2 separate regions of the Mus musculus genome follow, and region 1 is linked to region 2. The links are chromatin contacts, called in public Hi-C maps. All regions are on one chromosome and are shown on one strand. The core of a region is the stretch at or near the end of the contact, and the rest is flanking DNA. Distances in the headings are between cores, read along the strand shown. Region 1 has its middle 130 kb from the start of Gm36372. Region 2 overlaps Gm5432 (a long non-coding RNA gene).

Region 1 (6,663 bases), core at 1,126-3,625, 530 kb after region 2:
ACAGGAAATGCCTATAGCCATGAGAGCTGGGATCAAATCTGCCAATGGATGTAGCTTATAGATGATGCCCAGTTTCCTATCTAATCGCTGCCTGGTAAGATATTGTATCTCTCTGGAAGCCAGAGCTCTACACTGAAGTAATAAAAACACAGATATAAAACACTGAGGCAAAGACCTGTCCTGCCTATCACCACCTCCTGGCCTCCTCAGGAGGCCCGGAAGGATCCCTGAGGGAGCTTCCGCACACAAAACTAGAGCTCACTAACAATGAGACCAGTTCAAGTAGCCTGTGATGCTAATTCTGACCTCTGTGTATATTTACAGAGGGATCAGAGCCATCAGCTGTGAAATCTGGTGGAAGCCACAGTGGACTCACCCTCCTTTTTCCTCAAGTGGTGTATAATGATTCTGAGCTTATTTTCCACACCAGGGTCAATAAAATCCGTATCTCCTAGACACACTCATTGGATACCTCTCTCAGCTGCCCTACCCAGACTGAGTAGGTGTTGTCCTTGGTGCCCGAGACTGCCACCTTCTCAGGGGCCAAGATCAACTTTCTTTACTTTATTACCACTACTCCAACCACAATTCCTGAAATGTAGCAGAATTTTAGTACATATTTTCAAGTGAATGAAGAAAAGGAGGAGAAAAAAATATGGGACGAATCACTCTTGACTGTGATAAAGGTCAGCATAGTTAAGGGCCCTCAAGTCTATCACCTTTAAAATCAGTTTGGGAGACCACAGTGGACTGACACTTCCCAGAGACACTGAACACTGGGAAATAGTCCACACACAAGTGAGAAATACTGCTACTTTTAAGAATATCCTTTTTGGAGACCTGGGACAGGGAAGACTCCTGGGAGTCTATGGGTTGTGACCATAGCTGAGACACCTACACTCGGGGGACTATGGAGACTAACGTGGCCACCTCCTATAACCAGGTGGGACTTTCAGTTGAAGGAGGTGAACATCAACCCACCCACAAAACCTTCAACTCAAAATGTGCCCGGCCTGCAAGATGCGTAAGGATAAAAATGGAGCAGAGATTGAGGGAACAGCCAACCAGTGACTGGCCCAACTTGAGATCCATCCCATGGAAGAGAGTTAACCCCTGATAATATTAATGATACTTTGCTATGCTTACAGATAGGAGTCTAGCATAACTGTCTCCCCAGAGGCTTCATCCAGCTGTGGATGCAAACAGATGCAGAGACTCTATCAGGTGGAGCTCAGGGAGTGTGGAGGAATGGGAGATAGGATTGAGTGAGCCAGAGGAGTCAAGGACACCACAGGAAGACCTACAAAGTCAAATAACCTGGGCCTATGGGGCTTCACAGAAACTGAATCACCAAGCAAAGAGCATATGTGGCTGGACCTAGCCACCACCCTCACATTTGTAGCAGATGTGCATCTTGGTCTTCATAATGGATTCCCTAGCAATTAGAGCAGGGATTGTCTCTGACTCTGTTCCCTGCCATTAGATTCCCTTCCCCTAGCTGGACTGACTAGTGGGAGAGGATGCACATAGTCCTGCTGCAACTTGATATACCAGAGCAGGTGGATACCCAAGGGGGCTTCCCTTTTTCTGAGAAGGGAAAGGGAGTAATTGGGAAGGAAATTTGTGAGCATGGGACTGGAAGGGGAGGGAGGCCAAAACTGGGATATAAAGTGAATAAATACATAAATGAGTAGGGGGAAAAGAGTATTCTTTAATTTATTTAGTAAATATTTACTGAGGAACTTTCTGCAACAGGCAAAATCTACATTATGGTCTTTAACCCTCCCTCCCCAAATAACAAGCCTGGATATATCAATTCACGTGAGAAGGAAACAGTTTCAAAGAAGTTGAATGAAAGAGAGAGAGAGAGAGAGAGAGAGAGAGAGAGAGAGAGAGAGAGAGAGAAAGGAGGGAGGGAGGGAGGAAGGAAGGAAAGGAAGGGAAAGGAAAGGAAAGGAAAGGAAAGGAAAGGAAAGGAAAGGAAAGGAAAGGAAAGGAAAGGAAAGGAAAGGAAAGGAAAGGAAAGGAAAAGAAAAGAAAAGAAAAGAAAAGAAAAGAAAAGAAAAGAAAAGAAAAGAAAAGAAAAGAAAAGAAAAGAAAGGAGAAAGGAACAAAGGAAGAAAGAAAGCACCAACAGCACTCAGCTAGCACATTCAGCACCATAGTTTAAATCCCTGCCCCTCTGACTCCAAACCTGTACTGACTGCCCTGAATTGATCTTCTTGTGCACACTGCCTTTGTTTTCTCCCTTCCTCTATCCCTTCCACTTTCTGCCTCTTTAAAAACTAATCTGAGGGCATAATATATTCAAACACAGAGGAGAACAAAGGCCCCTTCTTGGAAGGCTAAGGCATGGCATCTTAATTGAAACAAGATAATCCAAACATTTGCTTCACTCAACGTTTACAAATTCCATTTCATTGACTTATATTTTCACAACTGACTGTCATGTCAAAGTTATTTTATTTTCACAGAAGTTAGGAAAATACAAAGAGGGAAAGTTTTAGAACAAAGTGGCTTACAACACAGTTCAACCCTCTCTTCTTGATGTTGTAAGATTTGGGATGTTTCTAAGACACAATACTCAGGCCATTTGACACCATTTCCCATGAGATGCTGGTCCCTGGGCTGGACCCCTCAGATGTCCTGGATTGCTGGGAACTATTACTCTGGTTTCCAAAACCCCATTCCTTTGTCCAGCCATGATATCATCTCCTAGAAGGACCCTTCTTGCAAGATCAGAAAGAAACACCAGCAGGGACTGTCTTCAACATCCAGCCACAGTGCCAGAAAAGGGGCAGAGAACCCCCACTACCAAAGCTAAATTTTTTCCTCATAGATATGATTCCAATTCAAAATAAATGCAGCATTTCAGGGCCCTTTCTACATAGTACAAAGGCAGCATTTTGATAGGGGGATAAAAGTAAAGAGCTGTAGTATACATCCAGCCTAGGGCTCATCATCCTCTGATGTTAGGATGATATGGAGGAAGCCAAGAACTCTGGAATCAATAGAGTGGGCTTCTGCCACAAGCTCCATCCCTTGAACTGAAAATTCCTGTAGTTGAGATTTGTTATTCAAGAACTGGGTATTACTACCTCTATATCTTTTGCTTTAAGGGTTTGGCTATGACTCTTGTGACTTCACACATATGCAACCATCTGAAAGGCTGATTGGAGCTTGTGTTAGTTAGGTTTTTACTGCTGTGAACAGACACCACGACCAAAGCAACTCTTAAAAAGTACATTTAAGCCGGGCAGTGGTGGCGCAGGCCTTTAATCCCAGCACTTAGGAGACAGAGGCAGACGGATTTCTGAGTTCGAGGCCAACCTGGTCTACAGAGTGAGTTCCAGGATAGCCAGGGCTACACAGAGAAACACTGTATTGAAAAACCAAAAAAAAAAAAAAGTACATTCAATTGGGGCTGGCATACAGGTTTAGAAGTTTAGTCAATTATCATCAAGGAAGGAGCATGGTAACATCCAGGCAGGTGTGGTACAGGAGGAGTTGAGAGTTTTACATCTTCATCTAGAGGCTACTAGCAGAATATTGACTTCCAGGCAACTAGAATGAAAGTCTTATAGTCCACAGTGACACACCTATTCCAACAGGGCCAAAACTTCTAATCCTGCCATTCCCTGGGCAGAGCATATACAAACCATCACAGAGCTTCTGGGAAGGCTGCTCCTAAATTGTTGTCTGCAGGTGTGGTAACAGCAAACAAAACCCTCTGAGTCTTTTCCATCCCTTCCAGCTGGAATATACGCAGTCTCACACCTTACCTCCCAAGGGAGGCTGTTCAAGCCACTCTAAGCATAGCCACCCACCAATCCCAAAATACTCATTATCTCCCCTTCACTAAGAACAGGAATGCAACAACCAGGCTCCAGGCATGAGAGTATGGACTCTATATTCTTTACTTTTTTGTTGCTGTGAAAAAAAAAATATCCTGACTTAGGCAGCATAGGGGTTTATTTCAGATTGCAGCTCCAGCGAGGATACAGTCACACATGATTGGAAAGGCATGGTAGCTGGAGCATGAGGCTACCCTGGCAATCAGGAAGCATATTGAATATAGGAAAAAGAGGGGGAAGGAGGAGGAGGAAGGAAGGAGGAGGAATATAACCAGTGACACATTGATATACTTCTTACAGAAAAACTCTCAACTTCTAGAAGTTTTATAATGTTACCAAACAGCACCACCTGTTGGAGACCAAACGTTCAAACACATAAGCCTGTGGAGGACATTCCATAATCAAATCACAGCAGATACCTTTGGGAGGAAACCTTTCTGCCACTGAAATACAAACATCATCCAAGTTTGGGAGCAGTGTAGCAGCTACAGAAAGATGCTTGATTTTACATTGCTTCTGCACCAGCATTTTTCAAAGTTGAGCAGTATATGCAGCTCACTTAGAGGAAAGGAACTCTGTAGACACTCACAAATTTCCCCTCACCCTAGCCTAAGAGGCACTTCACTGTCAGTTTGAGCCTTGGTTCTAATGTGACCAATGACACTAACGGGAACCCATATACCTAGATCCTGTGGAAGGAGTTTTTAAAGACAATCATTATTTCAGAAATATCCTGTTAACATTTTTAACTTACCATCAAATATGAAAGAATTTTCAAAAGTTTTTCAATTTCTTTTTCAAAAAATTCTTATATTCATATATAAGAGTCTCAGGTACCTTCAGCTCCCACATAAGTTGTCTAGTCCCAAAGAGTTAACCTTGGATATATGTACATATGAGCAGTGCTGAATGGACTTAGTAGGTTGTATATACATTGATATACACAGACAGGCATACTCTGTGTGTGTGTGTGTGTGTGTGTGTGTGTGTGTGTGTGTGTGTGTGTGTAAAACAATAATAATTAAAGAAGAAGGGGTCATGAATTTGAAAGAGGGCCAAGAAAAGGGTTTTAGGGAAAATGGAGAGACAAGGAAAATGCAGTGTTAATGTATAAAGTTCTCAAAAATAAAGAGAATTTTGAATGGATACCAGTGTGAAAAAATGCCAGGCCAGTGCTTAACCAGTTTGATCATTTCTATATCTCAGATATTACTTGGCTAGTGGAAAGCACACAAGAAATACTGATAACTGAATAAACAGAGTATATGATAGAAAGTTGAGGGTAGCTAGCATTGGGGGTGATGCTGACAGAAGCCCAAAGGACCACCAGTGTTTATGTGACATAGGCTCTGCACTTTGCTGAGTCATTTGAGAATCCTTATTGTGTGTTTGCCTCTCTTAATGATTATCTCCTAATGTTTTCCTGTGGTTTTCATTAACAAGAAGGAGAGGAAGGCATCGGATCTTTGAAACGGGACCAGAACAATGTCAAGGAAAGGTTGAGAAGAGATGGCACTGGAAACACAATTAAAGCCTTCTGTAAGCATGGCTCTTTTGTCGTCCTGTTCACCTGGAAAGGACTAGGACGCACTATATATAAGGTCAGAAAGAAAGACATGGGGGGTGGGGGTGGCAGAATAGCTGTCTATGAGAAGCAATTCAAACCTCTATGAAGACTGATTGACTGGCATGTGGATAAATCAAAGCTAGGGGCCTGTTTGATTGGAGTGTCTCATTGCCAATGGTACAAAGGGAGGGAGTATTTTGGGGCCCATATTTTATAGGAAACAAATCCCATAAACCTAGCAGCTATGTTCTAGTGTCAATGGTCTCCCTGGAATGAATTCAGTGAAAACAGGCTTTGGTCTCCAGAGGCATTCCTGAGACTTCTATGAAGCAAAGACTTTTCATTCTTGAAATGTAAATACAGGACTTTTCACTTTACTCTTTATAAAAATGATTTGGCCCCCAAAGCTAATCTGTCTATTACAAGGAAAGTTTGCCCCAGGCTAAATGCCAGAGTCATACAACTGAGAACACACCCAACAAATAGGCACTGCTTCCTACTTATGTAAACATTGCTTTCTTTCCAACCTTTGAAAATCTTCAGAATGGGCATGTGTCCATGTGTTTCAAGAGGGTTGTCAACAGGAATAAAGGCATGGTTATTTTTAAATGACAGAAATGCAAGAAATTCCCTTTTTGTAAAGAGACTCATGTTAATATTTGAATTCAAACTAAGAAGTCTCAAGGAAAAACTCTTTGCAAGTTGTTAGTTTCAGGGAAATACAAGACTCTTGCCTGTGTTTCCAGACTCAGTCTTTACAGAAAGCTCAAGAAATGAACCATTCACACAGTTTAACTGGAAGTGCCCAGAAATCGCCCATCATCCCAGCTTAGCCCCATACAGACAGTCATGTCTCATCTCCGGGTCTCAACTTCTCCACCTGTTGGAAGATGATAACCAAAGGGACTCCTCCACCAGTTCTTGGAGAGTTCTTGGTAACATAAGCTAAAGAACTCAAATACCTCCCCTAACCCTGCAAATGTGTCTAATTTCCAAAATAAACAAGTCTCCCTCCTTCCAAAATACACACTTTCTTTGGAAAAATAAATTTCTCATATGAAAGTATGAAAGCCATTCTCTCTTTTAGACCATTTTACTGTGATGGCATTAAGTGTTTCCACCTGGACCTAGCATGGACTTGGCCACTGAATCAAGACACAATTATCAATACTCCAGGTTTAGACAGAGTAAGTGTTTGAAAGACACAAGGCGCTGAGCTATGTGCTTAGTGGCTGAGTCTCC
Region 2 (6,668 bases), core at 3,947-6,446:
ACGTTTTCTCCCTTAACTGTGTAAGGTTGCCGATCTCATGTAACTTAAAGGTTGAATTGAGGGTCTCATTTCTTTCCCTGGATGGTGGAGGCCACCCTCTGTTTCTAGCCACATGGCCATAGGGTAGCCCTCATGACAATTGGCTTTTGTAGAGTATGTTAGAACAGCTAGAGAGGATGTACCTGAAGATAGTCACAACTTCTACTCAGAATCAGCATGCCAGGTCATTATGAGCAAGCTGCCAGAGCCATACTTTAGCTGGATTTTTCCTACTTCATAGGTTCTTCTTTCTTCTACCCTTCTCCATCCTTTCCAACTCCTAACACTAGATAAAAGAAAAAAAAAAGGATAGAGAGTAGAGGAAAGAGATGCCTGAATGAAGTCAGGGATCTGAAAGCAGACAATATTATTACCAAAGTTATTACAGTTACTTTCTGCTAGTTATGGGCATTGAGCTCCTGGGATCAAGTTTGATCTTTGCTATCAGAATATCTAATTTCCTCTTCTTCTTCCTCTTCTCCTCCTCCTCCTTCCTTCCTTCCTTCTCTTCCTTCTTCTTCTTCCTCCTCCTCCTTCTTCATCTTTTTTCTTTGCACAACTACTTAACAAACCACAACTAACAGCAAGTAACAACAACCAACCAACAACCAGCCCCACCTCTCAGAGTTCTGGCATTTATATAACCTCTGAAAAGTCCCAAGAATTTCAAATATCACACCATTATAGAAACTATCAGCAGTTGACAAAATCACACCACCAGAGCATGTGGCAAATCATAGTCAGCTGCTATGGTCAAACCAAAGCAGTCGCATATCCTACACCAGGGATTAAAACAAAAACATAATCTTATAATATTTCTGTGTTTTTCAAAGAAACCAAAACTCCAATCCCAGCAATAATTCATAGGGTCATTAGTACCAGAAGGCAGGGCTCATTGAAATCCATTTCAGAAGTCAGTGACGTTGGTGTTCTCTAGAGCCACATATCAGAATTACAGAATATGAAAGTACTAAAAGCTCTTGACCTGACCTACCTCAAAAGTGTTGGTATCCTCTGAGGGCTCTATTTGTCTGACATCGTGGCTCCATGACTGGGTGCAAGCTATCTATGCCTTGTCATCTTGATCTACTGCTGCACGTTAACCAGTGCCCTGGGATCTAAGACTAGACGGGTTGAGCTAATCTAGAGATAAGGAGGGTCTGGGGACCTAGGTCTTGTCTTTCCCTCCGTATTTTCTGTGCTTAGGATGAACACATGGTAGACAGCATCCTTGTTTCTTAGCTTTGTGAGTGGTGTGCTTCTAGAAGGCTGGTGCTCAGGCATTGTATGCTCTGTGCAACAAGCACTTGTACTGGAGCAGAAAGTACTGGGTCACTGAATCTGCAGGTGTGTTGGCCCATCTGTGACCACAAAATGTTTCAGTCTGTGCCAGAGCCAAAAGAGGCTGCCTTTGTCAGACAGTCTTCAAATGCCTGTAGAATATTTCTAAATGATTATTTTTATTTAAGTCCACATTTTGTAACTGAAATGACTCCATTGTGTTCTGAAACTCTTTAATTGAATGTTCTCTTTGTCAACCCAATAAACTGCTGGTTTTGCAATAAGATTCCCCTGGCACCATTCCTGGGAGGTTCAGTGTGAGAAATCCACCCTTAGGACAACAAATATACTAGCAAGCTCTTGTTACTTAGATGACTTCTGTCTATTGGTCACCTTCTATGTACCAGGTACCATAGCAAGGGCTAGTTACAAGAGAGTGGAGCCTACAAAACTCAAGGTAATGTAACAGAGCTGGTGTGTGTGTGGGGGGGGGGAGGGAGAGAGGGAGAGAGAGAGAGAGAGAGAGAGAGAGAGAGAGAGAGAGAGAGAGAGAGAGAGAGAGAGAGAGAGAGAAGTTTCTTCATCTGAGATACTTAGCTTTTTTTTCTTTCTAGCATATTCTTTCTTGAAGAAAGAATAAAAATAATAATAATTCTTACATGCAGGAAGTGACAGAACATAGAGACAGACTTTGACAAGTTAAAGGTGGAAAGGGAGCCACAAACACTTGAAGCCACTGTAGCCAAAAGGTTTAGAATTAAGTCTTAGATCTTAGAAAGGTCTGACCCCTCTGGAATCTGGCTTGTGTGAAACTTCTTAGACTAGTTGAAAACACAGTGCAGAAGAAATGTGACTGACTCTACGTTTTACTTCGGAGGTCTGGATGGAGCTATTGAATGCTCAACCAATGAGCCTGATAAAGGAAGTACAGGGAAGGGTCAGAGTGCTCCAGGATAGCCCAGTCTTCAGTCAATCGTGACAAGACTTGAGGTGTGTGAATGAAGCCATTTCACTCCTTCCAGACAAGGTTTCAATCCACAAAATATCTCTGTGGTGTTATCTGCCCCTCGACATCAGAAGATGAAGGAATGGACAAGGTTCCTGCTCAACAAAGATAACTGAGGTATCAATAATGCAATATCAATAATCAAGATTCTCTAGAAGAGAAGTGCTAGAATGAGCATGTACCTTTTCATTTTTTTTTTTTTTTTTTTTTGGTTTTACAAGACAGGGTTTCTCTGTGTAGCCCTGGCTGTCCTGGAACTCACTCAGTAGACCAGGCTGGCCTCGAGCTCAGAGCTCCGCCTGCCTCTGCCTCCCGAGTGCTGGGATTAAAGGCATGTGCCACCACGCCTGGCTAATGAGCACGTTTCTTAACAGGGGATTTGTTAGGTCACTGACATATATGAAATGGTCGAGGTAGTTCAACAATAGCTGACTGATGCTGAAGAGGCTAAGCAGTGCGTCATTGTTTGGCCAATGAACCTGTGTATCTCAGCAATCCTAATCTGGCACTGGAGGCTTGGAACAAAGCAGGGAAAAAAGCTGCATTCCCTTTTCCCATATCCTCATACGGGGCTCCCACCACTAGGCACTGCTGCATTTAAGGTGAGTCTCTGGACTTCAAATCCTCTGATCAAGAGGGCTTCCATTGTAGCACCAAGCAGCTGGTGCTCTAGCTGACCCTTAAGACTAACATCACATCTTCTTACACAGAGTTCCTCCAAGAAGGGCTATGCAGAAGAGATTTTAAGTCTTACAGGAGTCTAGGATAAGATCATGTTTGTCAAACACAGGCTAACATTTCCAGTACCTTTAGATGATGACTCTCTCATTGTAGGAGGTGAAACTGTCTTTTTCACAGATCAGGATCTTCCTGGGAATGAGGGTCATGTTTTAGTCTTCTCTGCTCTGCGTGGCAGTGGCCTCCAGTGTTGGACTAGCCATGTGCACACTGAGACTGCCAACTCTAATGCCTCATCAGGTTACATTTCACTCAGTCCTCAGGAGCACTGTGGCCACTCCCAGTGAGTCCTTCTCACTGACATCAGTCTTCATGCTCACTGAGAGTATGTTCACTGAGCTCACTGCACTCCGTCACCTGGAAAGACGTGGGTTACATGATACTTAAGTCCCTTCCATCTCAGTCACTTAGGTTTCTGAGGAAGGGTCTGGCCAGTTCTTCACTCAATGAGCGTTATAGTGTAGCTATCCCCCTTTCTCCCCAAGACTGAAGACAGTGGCTTCTTTTTCCTAGGTATGAATGCTGAAAAATCCAGATGAAGTACAGTGGTTTTCTTCCCTGCAAGTTCTAACCAGCTCAGTTTTGCCCAGCTAACAATTTTCCCACTGAGATGGGTACAGTGGTTTTCAAAAGAGTGGGGTGAGATGAGTTGCTGCTGCTGTAGAATAGAATTCCTTAAAACCTTCCTTGATATTCATAAAATAATGCTTTAGCTTAGTAATGCTATCCCATATTCCTTGATTGCTATAAAGATAGCCTATTCCCTGCAACTCTATGTCACTACATTCTATTCTCCAATAAGAAAGGATCAAGTTCTTGACTGGAATAAATAACATTTTTTCCTCCCTAATTATGTTTGATCATTCACACTTCATTTTGGGCATCTTCAGGGACTCTCCTGTAGAGCTGCTATTCTTTGTGAGATAGTCTACTCAGCATATGGCTCTACCAGAGTCACATCACACTTGATTGCAACAATCTCAGCATCTTTCAGTTGTCAACTTGTATGTTTACTGAATGGGATGATAACTATGTGTGTGTGTGTGTGTGTGTGTGTGTGTGTGTGTGTGTGTGTGTGTTTGTGTGTGTGTGTGAATGTACGTGTCCCAGACAGTCCCTACATCTTCTACAACAAGGATTTAGCCTGCAACATTATGTTTTAACAATTTTTTCATTATCTTTGTTGAATGACAAACTTGAGGCTCCAGGAGGAAAGTGGTCACCCAGTCCCCACAGGACACCTTCCCCCAACAGAGACTGGATAAGGCTTTTGTTTTCCTGGGATTATAAGGGATTCTCTCTAGTAGGAAGGAGAGAGCTTCAGGACTCCTCTCCTTGTGGCTACAAGTTCTTTGTTTTTCAGAATCAGGGAAATGCCCCAGGATTCCTTGCTCTGTTACCCTGGGAGACTATTGCTCAATCCTAGCAGCTGCTCTGGAGGAAAAGAAAAAGCAGACATTCTGAATGTATCATATGTACAGTGCAATGTTGAACTGAAGATTGCTAATGAGTATCGTATGTATAGTGCAGTGTTGAACTGAAGATTGCTAATGAGCAAGAACTCTTTTATTGTGCAGTCTACTTCCAGTGAGGTCTAGTTCTTAATTTTCAGTGGGCGTAGCAGGAAGTACTACTGTTTTTTTTTTTTTTTTTTTTTTTTTTTTTTTTTTTTAGTAAAACATATATATTACTAATACTGTTGCTATATAAAACAATATTTGGCCAAGATGGTTAAGATATGATTCATTCCTTGTTCACCAAGTTGCTAAATATTGTGTAGTGAGTGGAGTCACCATATGGCATAGCTGAGCTTCCTTGGGAGGCTGGGTACAATATTATGTTGGGTATAGAATTTGGAATTTCACATGTCTGTGGTGGAATGAATGTGAATGAAGACAACTGACTGCTAATTTCATTAAACCCTCCTGCAGGCTAAGATGCACACGGCAAATGGATATCTTGTCACCCTTGCATCCATCTCTGAGGTTGATTTCTCTCAGAAACTGATGGAGAGTGGGCAGTGCCACACATCTAGCCACAGATGCAATCTTTGAAGAGAAACGTGTGTGGGCAAGCACAGTGGCAGCTGGGAAAGTCTAAATGACTGAAGCCTGTGACTCAGATATCTTAAACTGCCTTAAAATTAATGAAGCTCTGTGGAATGACTCAGTTCATTCATGTCCTCAGCCCGCAGGCTCCAAAGCTTGCAGAAATGGCTGTGGTTCACAGCTCAGGAGAGCTGACTCCATAGAGGAAAGCGGGCCCACAATGGGAGAAGAGGCGCTTTCTGCGGTGCGTGTCTATCATCCTGGCTGGAGACACAGGTGAGCTGGTCCCCGGTCTTCTCAGGAGAGGCGTGCAGAACCCCGACCCCACCCCCAGGCTGACTTCTGATCCTTGTACATTTCAAAAGAGACCTTGAGTATTGAGGTTGTGTCAGTGTTCATATTCTGATTAGCCAGAATCTTACTAAGGACCAGCTTTCCTTCTGAGACTGACTCTCAGTCTGGAACCTAGGCTGGCCTGGATCTCATGTACAGGCAAGGCTGACTGCAAATTTGCAGCAAGCCACCATTCCCAGCTTCAGGTAAAGTTCAAGTATGAGATGCATGCCTCCTAGTCACAGAAAACGAGTAAGGGAAATTAAGATACTTGTAAGACTTGGTTTTCTTCTTGTTTAAGGCTCTTAGGCCCAGCCGGGCATGGTGGCACACGCCTTTAAATTCCAGCACTCGGGAAGCAAGGCCAGCCTGGTCTACAAAGTGAGTTCCAGGACATCCAGGGCTACACAGAGAAACCCTGTCTCGAAAAACCAAAAACAAAAAAAGGATCTTAGGCCCAGTTAGAGAACTGCTGCATCCTTAGGGCTATTTTACCATGCTGAGCATGGCTGTGGTTCATAGTCAACACGGCTGGGTAGGACTGTTGGCTGTTTCTTTCCCTTGGCAGCTTGCATGGCGTTGTCTGGTACCATGAAAACTAGTTTCTAGGGAAAGGCATTTGGCTTAGTTCCAGCTCAGGTAACCCTGGGTCCTACATCTGAAGTGCATGATACCTTCAGCAATAGGGACTTACCTTACACCTCTGAGAGGCAACCAAGGCCAATAACAATAGGCTCTATGTTTTGGGAGTCTCTTAGACGTTCTCACCAACAATGCAAAGGAGGGCTTCACATGCCTGATGTTGAGGTAAAAACGTCATTACATGATCTTTGGGTCTCAGAGGGGTCGTTGTCAATCCAGATAAGGAAATTCCATTTAAATTGTATATGCATATCTATGCACAGAATTCTCAAAATAAATAAATAAATAAAGGAAGTAATAAAAAATAAGACAAACAAAAAAGACACCTGAAGGTCAATAAAAGCAGCAGGCCTTAACCTCACAGTCTAAATGTCAAAAAGAAAACAGGGTCACTGAAGCCCACTGAGGACCAAAATATGAGAGAAATACCCCATGATGAGCCAAAGTCTCAGAGGGAATGAGATAAGTTCAAAAGAAGGCAACAGAAAGAAATCACCAGAATATTATCTTACCTCATGGTGTCTGTCACTCCTTGCTTGAGCCCAGTGGCATGGTCTCCACAGAGGGAGTGAGTCCAGGTC

What was found. A called contact is a pair of places that touch in the nucleus more often than the background predicts.
Region 1: a contact with region 2 is called in a Hi-C map of embryonic fibroblasts, with 2.7 times the contacts expected there. The contact joins two enhancer-like sites. A contact is called at or near these places in 12 of 39 promoter capture datasets (the 3T3-L1 cell line, 3T3-L1-derived adipocytes, cranial neural crest and 8 more), 1 of 15 datasets of contacts at CTCF or cohesin (the NIH/3T3 cell line) and 3 of 484 Hi-C or Micro-C datasets (all in embryonic fibroblasts).

The regions. Positions count from the first base shown.
Region 1 is chr12:16,356,631-16,363,293 of GRCm38.p6, forward strand. No RefSeq gene overlaps it. Among named protein-coding and RNA genes, the nearest start is that of Gm36372, 130 kb to the left of the region's middle. Within about 2 kb of position 2,376, at least 21 of the 459 cell types and tissues checked have an H3K27ac peak or open chromatin away from gene starts, as enhancers often do. A contact at or near this core is called in the NIH/3T3 cell line and embryonic fibroblasts, where this site is marked.
Region 2 is chr12:15,827,650-15,834,317 of GRCm38.p6, forward strand. It overlaps Gm5432 (a long non-coding RNA gene), which reads left to right. Exons shown (of 3, transcript XR_001780551.2): 2 at 4,996-5,388. Among named protein-coding and RNA genes, the nearest start is that of Gm5432, 14 kb to the left of the region's middle. Within about 2 kb of position 5,197, at least 46 of the 459 cell types and tissues checked have an H3K27ac peak or open chromatin away from gene starts, as enhancers often do. A contact at or near this core is called in the NIH/3T3 cell line and embryonic fibroblasts, where this site is marked.